Linked DNA regions of Sus scrofa: regions 1 and 2 are each linked to region 3. The links are chromatin contacts, called in public Hi-C maps. All regions are on one chromosome and are shown on one strand. The core of a region is the stretch at or near the end of the contact, and the rest is flanking DNA. Distances in the headings are between cores, read along the strand shown. Region 1 overlaps OSR1 (protein odd-skipped-related 1). Region 2 overlaps OSR1 (protein odd-skipped-related 1). Region 3 overlaps LOC106509892 (a long non-coding RNA gene).

Region 1 (2,700 bases), core at 153-2,652, 540 kb before region 3:
TTCCCCCAGATCTCCAAGGAAACCACACAAATCTCAGGGATGGGGTCCTGGAGCATGGGATGGAGAACAGGGGCTGAAGAGGACTTAAGCTCCAGACAGGCACAGCTTCCTCCAGCCTCCGCGCTGTGCAATGGACGTTTCTGTGCTGATGGACGTGTGTGACATGTGATTGTTGAGCATTTGAAATGAGCAACTAGTGTGACTGAGAAAGTGACTTTTTGGCTTTGCTGAATTTTAATTTTAATAACCACCTGTGGCTGGGGGCTCTCCTCTTGGACAGCACAGCCCCAGCAGGTTTGCCACTCAGGTCCCCTCCCTGACCTTCAGCATTGACTCAGGCCTTGTAAAGAGGCAGGGGCTGGCCCCTGGTTGGGAAGGTGGTACCTCAGCTGAGCTAGACCTGCGTTGGGTTCAGATGGATCAGATGGTGCCCCAGTGTCTCCCTCACCTCTTTACTGCAGCCTCAAACTCAGCGTTTGCCAGCTGCACACTAGGAACCCACAAGCTCCTTCCTTTTGAGGGCAAGCGCCTCACTGCAGTGGGAAGGGATCTTGGATAACTGTTTATACCATTGCATCATTTTGCAAGGATTAACTCTGTCTGTTTTTGCCCTTAGATATATTCACTCCAAAGAGAAGCCTTTCAAGTGTCAAGAGTGCGGGAAAGGATTCTGCCAGTCCAGGACTCTCGCTGTCCACAAGACGCTACACTCACAGGTGAAGGAGCTCAAAACCTCCAAGATCAAATGCTAAATAGAGCCTCCAGGGCACCAGGACCCTGGGTCTAGCCACCCCCTCCTCCAAAGGGACAGAAGCCGAAGGCGACTCTGGCGGGCAGCGGGAGGGGCTCCCTGGACCTTCCCCGTCCCAAACGTGTCCCCTGGGTCCCCGGCGCACGCGGAACTCCAGAGCCTCGCCCCGGGCCGTGACCCCGGCCGCCCGGGCGGCTCCCCCAGGACGCGGCTAAACTCTTGGCCAAAAGGCGGTACTCACGTGGCGGAAGGGAAACTGCATTTAAAAAAGAACGAAAGCTTCGCGGAGCCGCAGCGGCGCCTCTCCCAGAAGTATTACTTTTTCTATTGTTATTTTATACGTTTTCTTTATTATTTTTTTTCTTTGACCATATAAGCTTGTAACTCTGACGGCGGAGAGCGAGGGGAGTGGGAAGGAAGTTCTGTGCTCTCGCAGCTTCCAACCCCTCCTCCCGCCCCCCTCCCCACCCCCGGGAGCCTGCAAAAGTGTAATCCCTGTATCTGCTTCGGCGGCCGGCCCCGGGATCCCGGGGCCGGGGAGCGCCCTCCCAGCTCCCGCCGCGCAGCGGGCGGTGGGCTCCTGGACTCGGAGGGCGGGGAGGGAGCCTGGGGCCCTGGGGCTGGAGGGGCCGGGCTTCCGGCTCCCCTGTTCCGCCGCCCCGTCACCTCGAGCGAGCAGCGGGCCAGGAGCAGGGCGATGGATTGCGATTGGCACTTTATGCTGACCATCGGTAACGGACATTTATCACTGGAGTTTTTAAAAAATATTAAATAAACGGCTATTTTACAGGCATTGCAGGATGGGTAATTTCCCTCCCCAACGCAGAAAACTGGCGGTCCCTTTCTTTGAGGCGAGCGGGGTTTCGCTGCCCATCCCAATCTGTCCCACTTCCAGAACCTTCCCCTTTTGGGGGTCGGCGGTTTGGCGTGGGTGCAGAAGCTCTCCTCCCTCCCGGTGTTGGCCTACCTCGGACCCCACCCGAGTTTACTTTACTTTTCTCCCCCACTTCGGTTTTAGGGTCTCAGTCTCCCCACTTCGAATCTCCCCATCAAAAGCTTCTGAGTTTACAAAGAAGCCGCTACTCCAGCCCTGGGAAATCTCAACCAGGTGCAGGGGTCGCTTAGGGTCCACTAAGGGACAGAATGTCACCCACCTTGCCGACCAAAAGTCTCCCTATGGCCTCTTGATTCTACTTCGGGGAGGGAAGGAAGGGCCCTCACGGACAGCCTCCGACGGGTTCAGACCCCTGGGCCCCAATAGGCAGCTGCCTCTGCAAAGCCCCAAACCTACATCCCTCCCGCCTTTACGATGCCCCTGACACAGTTCTCTGGCTGGGCTTGTCCCCAGCCCAGAGCCCGGCTCCACGCCCGCGAAGATTCCCTGCAGTTTTAAAAGCCTTGTCAGGAATGGCGGGGGCGGGAGCGGGCACCCTGGGAGGCCCGGAGAGTTTAGGAGGAGAAATCTGAGTCCGCCCTCCACGAGTTGAACCATCCCTGGGGCGCCTAGTTTTCCCACAATTAGAGGCCAGGCCGCCGGGGGCTCTCCTGCTTGGGGCGGGGCGGGGCTCCCCCAGCTCCAGCATCCTGACCGCGCGGCGGCGCAGGCGGTGGCGCCCGCGGCCTTTCCCGAGCCGAGCGCAGCCTCTGTGCTCGGCACTCGGCGGCTGCGGAGACCGCTGCGCCGAGCTTTCTTGCAACGGCGACCCCCAGTCCCAGCCTCAGGCAGGGCCCTCTGGTTTGAGAAAGAGGGCGGCTAGGGCTGTGGAAGTTAAAGTGCTCTAGCCTTTCGCTGCCCGTTCCCACCTCCTCTGGGGATGCCTCCTCGCCCTCGGCGGGCTTGAACTCTGCGGTTCCAGAACCCGGTTTATCTCTGTGGCCTTGGCCGGGACGGCTTGGAAGTGCAGCATTCGGAGCCACGCTGCCCCCTGCTGGACAGGCCTGGAGGGGCG
Region 2 (2,700 bases), core at 30-2,529, 910 kb before region 3:
AGTCCAGAGGGTCCCCAGCTTAGGACTAGTATAGATCTTCCCTGACTTATGATGGAGTCACGTCCTGATAAACACATCATAGTCGAAAGCATCATAAATCTCAAAGATGCGTTTAATACACTAACCCACCAAAGAGCATAGCTTACGCGTGCTCAGAACGCTTACATGAGCCTCCAGTTGAACAAAATCAAAACTTTGTAATAAAGTGTTGAAGATCTCATCAAAGTGACTTACTGAGTACTGTGCTGAAAGTGAGAAGCAAAATGGTTGTATGGGTACAGAAGGATTGTTTACCCTCGCGATTGCCGGCTGCCTGGAAAAATCCAACCATTGTTAAGGAGGGACCATCTGTACAAATGTAGCTGGTGATTCTCAGAGGGCAGTCTGGGCACAGTGGCTGTCGCAGGGTTCTCCTGCTCCCTGTGGTTGGGTGGCCCTGCTTTTCCACCCCTTGGGACATTACAACCACAGCCCCCTCTGGCTTGGGAGACCGGCTGAGGCTGGGCCAGTGCCTGCGCATGGCTGGACGGTGCTTCGTGCTGCCGGTCACCAGCAGCCAGATGACCAGTGGGTGCTTGCTGATGCCACAAATAACACCGTGTAATGTGGGAGTCCAGGGCGTTTTTCTTTCGTGAGGTTTCAGGCTCTTCCTGAGAGCTCCGTCCTGCCCACCCTGAGAATAGCCTCCGGGAACAGTTGCTGGATGTGAGTGGTGCACTCTGAAGGAGCGGAGCGCCCTGCTGTGTAGATGAGCACCGGGTGGAAATCGGTCCTGGGTCTCCTTCTCTCTCTCCCAAGACCTCTGCTGGTTTCCTTAAGAGCCAATGAGCAGTTTCTACTTTGTAAAGCGTCTCGGCTTCATCCTGCCTGTGCTGTGCCCAGTGGGGAGAGCCTGTAAGTGCCTTGAGAAAAGGCCTTGGGGAGGGGGGCTCCCCTTGCTCGAGGACTCAGGGGAAACTTGCTGGTGTGGATCCTGGACGTGGGGGCATGGCTAGGGAGAAAAGGGGACGGGTACATTGGGGCCGTGCGTGGCCTGCAGGCGGAAGGGCTGAGAGCCCCAGCTGGAGAATGTGAGGCAGGACCAAGGCTCAGCTAAATCTTTGCCTCTGGGGCCGCGGGAGCCTCAGGGCGGGCTCATCCTGGCCCACTCGAGGCGGGGGCGGGGCGAGGAGTGGGGGCGGGGGTCACCTGGCAAAGGGAGGGCACCATGGGCTGGTGGGTCTAGCCGGGGATGGGGTGGGGGCAGTGTCCACTGGGGGGCACTGCAGCACCACCTTGGGCGCCTCTGCAGCCCCTCCGCGCCCGAGGAGTGGAGCTTGTCTACTCCCTAGAATTCTTGGTAGCTCTAGAGGGAGACAGAGATTGGCCAGGCTCTGGGCTGTCACCTGTGCCGGGGGTGGCCGCGGGGCGGGGGGCTGAGCATCCCGCAGTGCGCATGCGTGCGTTCTCTCCCCGCCCTCTCCCCCGCCACACCACTTCTTCATTCACACGGACACACACAGACCCACGTGTTCACAGCCGCTCACACTCAGAAGGCACCAACTACACACCCACGTACAGGTTCCTAACCACACACAGCTACACTCGTAGTCACACAGGCTCTCGCACACGCTTGCTCATAGTCACGTGGACTCTCATATCCACTTCACATACACACACACACACACACACACACACACACACACACACACGCACAAACTCTCTCTCTCCCGGCGTTGCCAGTCTCAGCCATGTGCCTCACACATGCAGGCAGGCCCGGAGCAGCTGTTTGTGCGGTGGGGCTGATGTAATGTCAAGAAATTTCGTGTTATATTTAAAATGACACCTGTAAAAATAATCTTCAATTTGTAATTTAAATACTGTAATACTCAATTACATGGACTGACAGGCAGTGTCCCCGTGGCTTTGGAGAACAACATTCTTGTGCCCCCCTCCCATGGACTGGGGATGAGGTGGGGAGGAGCCCAGCCGCCTTCCCTGGCCACCTGCGGGGGTCACCAGGCCCCTGCCCGGTGGCTTCTGCCGCTGCCTGAGTTCGTGGGCCGCAGGTCCATCTGTCCCCGCTCCCAGGTAGCGTCCAGCAGGAGGCCTCCTGTGGGTTTACCCAGGTGACCCAAAGATACAGTTTCCACCCTGGCGGAAAGAGGGGGCTCCTCCAGGACTGTGGATGGTCCTTGGGCTGCCCAAGCCGAAGGTCCCAGCGCACAATCCCACAGCCCCGCAACTCTTTGCCCTCTGCCTCGCAGCCTCAGATCTGCCCAGCCCATGCCCGCAGTTCACAGCCCTGCAGCCCCAGGGCATTCAGTTCCACCCCTGTGCTCCCCACCCCTGTGGCACACACAGCACCACAGGACAGTTTACCTGCCCTTGAACCCCTGGTCCTTGGTGGCACAGCTCACCACTCCCCGCACAGCCAGTCCCTAAGCTCAGGGTCTCAAGCCCCAGACCCACCGCCTCTTTCCCACCCAATCTCCAGCTCGCAGCCGGAGCTACAGCCCACAGGAGCCACTGCCTCCGGCCTCCAGTGCGTGGCAGGCGGTCCTGCAGGCACTGACACGGAGCTTGTCCCAGGCTGAGCGCATGGCTTTGCTCCCACGCCAGCTCCTCCTCCTCGTTTCTCTCTCCACTCACAGAGGGCACTCCCCTCCGTCCCCCTGCTGAAAATGGGTCATTGTTCCGGACCTCCCTAAATCCTTCCCT
Region 3 (2,700 bases), core at 191-2,690:
GAGACCCACATTTCATGCTTGTTTGAAAGTGTATATGTAACTGGGGAAGCTGTTAAACAGCAGTCTGCCTTCACTCCAGTTATTTACTTATTTAGTTATATGTCAGCATGCAGTTCATTGAGTCATAATTCTTTACTGTGCCCTAAGATGACCAGCATTTGAGGGTGTCAGAGTAAATCTGTATCATATTTATAAATATTTCCCCGGACACCATCGCTGGCTACTTATATTTCAATTATCACAGGCTTTTTGTTTGTTTGTCCAAAAGAGGTTTCTTTGATTAGTAATATGACTTACAAAAAGGGAGGGGGGAAAGAAAAAAATCTATCTATTATAGAGGGAGGAAAAATACAAGTCATCCCAAAATAAACTGAACCAAATTCTTTGAAAGTGCTGAAAACTACTTTAAGATGTGCAGAGTCTTAAAAAAAAAAAAAAAAAAGGTGGGAGAAAAGCAGTACTTCATAATCATTGATCTTTACTGTAAAGGTCTAACCTAAAGCAGAAAAGTTTAGTTTAATTATGAGCGAAAAAAATCAAATAAGCTCAAATACAAAACATATTTCTGCCATTTTGCATTGTGTATATTGGCAGCAGAATAGACCGTTCTTAAAGAAAAATACAATTCTAACTCAAGTGAAAACAAACCAGAAAGCCAGATGAAGATAGAACCTCAAAGAAATGCTGCCTTCGTCACTCTTATAAGAGAACTGACAACTATAATCTCCTAGCAACATTTTCTGCCTCACACAATGTTCCAGAAGTGCAGGCAATGCAAGTGGTCTAATTCCTGTTGCACTACCCACAAGGCAAGGACTCAGACATGAGCCATTTTCTTTTGACTTCCTGGAGATTTCCTGTGCAGTACACCGGAGGCAAAGGCAGGATGGCTTTGCATCCCTTATGCAGCAGGAAAAGGCTGACTAAAAACCTGTCTTCTGGGAACACCTATCGTGTTCAGCTGTGGGTTCTGTGACTGGCAAAAAGGGGAAGAGATGCTATAAGAGAAGCCATATGATGGGGAATGTTCCCCCTTTGGGTCTAGAAAGAGCTGAATTACACTCAGGACCCAGAGCTGCCTCTGCCTTGCTCCCAGGAAAATGCCCATGAAGATAGCCTTGAAGAATCTGGAAAGGTGTGGTCACGTCTTCTTTGGCCACATTCTCACACTCATTTTTATAACCATTACTAGCAATCAGTCATAAGAGATTAAAGTTTATTTGGAAACTCAGTCAGCATGTTAACTGTGTTTAAAGCGAATGGCTCCCTCTTCTCTCATTTTAGCCAGAGATTTACACCCCTTCCAAGCCGGTCCTCATCTTATTTATGTAACTGCACTACAGAGTGGCTTGAGGTTGCCTCTTACAATAACAAGCTCTATTTATGCTTTGTGGGGCTGGGCCTGAGCAGTTAAAGCAACTTAGCTTGAAACAGGCAGGTCGCACAGAGAGGCTTCTACCAAGACTATCCCTCCTATAACAAGACAGCTTTAGCATTCTGATCATTGGGATCTAAGAGCTACTGGGGTCCTAAGGGACCTCCATGGACTCTGGGGTCTGCATTGTTTCAGGCACAAGGTCCCCTGAAAGGGGGGCATAACCTTAATACAAAGCAGCTATTGTTGGTGACACAAGAAAGAGAAATGCTTTTTCTGCTCTTGCCGCTTATCCTGAATAGAAAGAGGCATTAAAAAATACACTTTGGTATCAATCTTATTTCAAAGAAACACCTCAATTCCACATGTGGTACTCAAACATATACCTATACACATTCACATGCATAATGTGCATTACTATATTTAATAACACAAGGAGTTATTAACCATTATTCTTTTTCCTTATCGACATTGTTATCTTTTAGAAATCCACCCAGATTTTGTAACACATTTACAATGGAGCTTAGATAAGGGATCTTTGCCTTATGCTCAATTCGAAGGTCAAGTTTAAGTAGATTGACATCTCTGAGAGGAATATGAAATATATTTCAACTTCATCTAGAATCATACTACCATCTCCTTCTATAAAAGAACAGTTACAAAAGCCGATTTTCTTTCTCCACAAGCTGTCAAATGGCGCCCCCTTCCTGTCAGTGACAAATGTGGACAAGGAACAACAACAAAAAAAATCGCACTGCTTTGTAGCAACTCAAAATGTAGAGTTGTAACTGTACTGATTCTGTAGAGATCATTTCGGGGATACTTTTCAACACACATGTAAAACAGAATGATATTCAGGCAGGGGAAGTCTCTTATCATTTCATTAATTAGTTAAAAAGTATTTTCAGCAGGCACTGTGTTAATCGCTAGAGATAAGGGTCTTAAATCTCAGAGAACTCAAAATCTTACAGGGGAGACAAGAGTCAACCAAGTATTAAAATACAGGTGAACAAGTGCTGTATTTCCTATGTATGCCAAGTGCTGTTAGAGAACTAATGTTTGCCAGAGTTGTTTAGGGAGGGCGTCCTAGAGAAGGTGATGAGTAAGTTAGGTAAGGAAGGATGGTTATATGCTGACCAGGCAGAAAAGGTAGAAAGAGAATCCTCAACAACTAAAATGAAATTTTATATTCTTCGGAGTTTGACAGAGCGTGTTAGAACCAGGACCAAGAACTTCATGGTTTTTAGTCGCTTAAGATCTATGTGGACAAGTAAAAGAAGAAGAAAATGGAGAAGTATTCTAAAGTCTGCAAAGCTGAGGAGTTT

The links. Hi-C and Micro-C count contacts between places; a contact is called where the count stands out from the background.
Region 1: a contact with region 3 is called in a Hi-C map of omental adipose tissue, with 2.2 times the contacts expected there. A contact is called at or near these places in 1 of 5 promoter capture datasets (liver), 28 of 47 Hi-C or Micro-C datasets (adipocytes, adipose tissue, alveolar macrophages and 16 more) and 1 of 2 datasets of targeted methods (skeletal muscle).
Region 2: a Hi-C map of omental adipose tissue shows a contact between it and region 3, with 2.2 times the contacts expected there. A contact is called at or near these places in 7 of 47 Hi-C or Micro-C datasets (embryonic fibroblasts, fetal heart ventricle, fetal skeletal muscle and 4 more).

Annotation. Positions count from the first base shown.
Region 1 is chr3:118,763,564-118,766,263 of Sscrofa11.1, forward strand. It overlaps OSR1 (protein odd-skipped-related 1), which reads left to right. Exons shown (of 7, transcript XM_021087818.1): 7 at 617-1,544. The coding sequence ends at 752. Among named protein-coding and RNA genes, the nearest start is that of OSR1, 400 kb to the left of the region's middle.
Region 2 is chr3:118,393,637-118,396,336 of Sscrofa11.1, forward strand. All of the region lies in intron 2 of OSR1 (protein odd-skipped-related 1), which reads left to right. Among named protein-coding and RNA genes, the nearest start is that of OSR1, 27 kb to the left of the region's middle.
Region 3 is chr3:119,299,386-119,302,085 of Sscrofa11.1, forward strand. All of the region lies in intron 3 of LOC106509892 (a long non-coding RNA gene), which reads right to left. Among named protein-coding and RNA genes, the nearest start is that of RDH14, 150 kb to the right of the region's middle.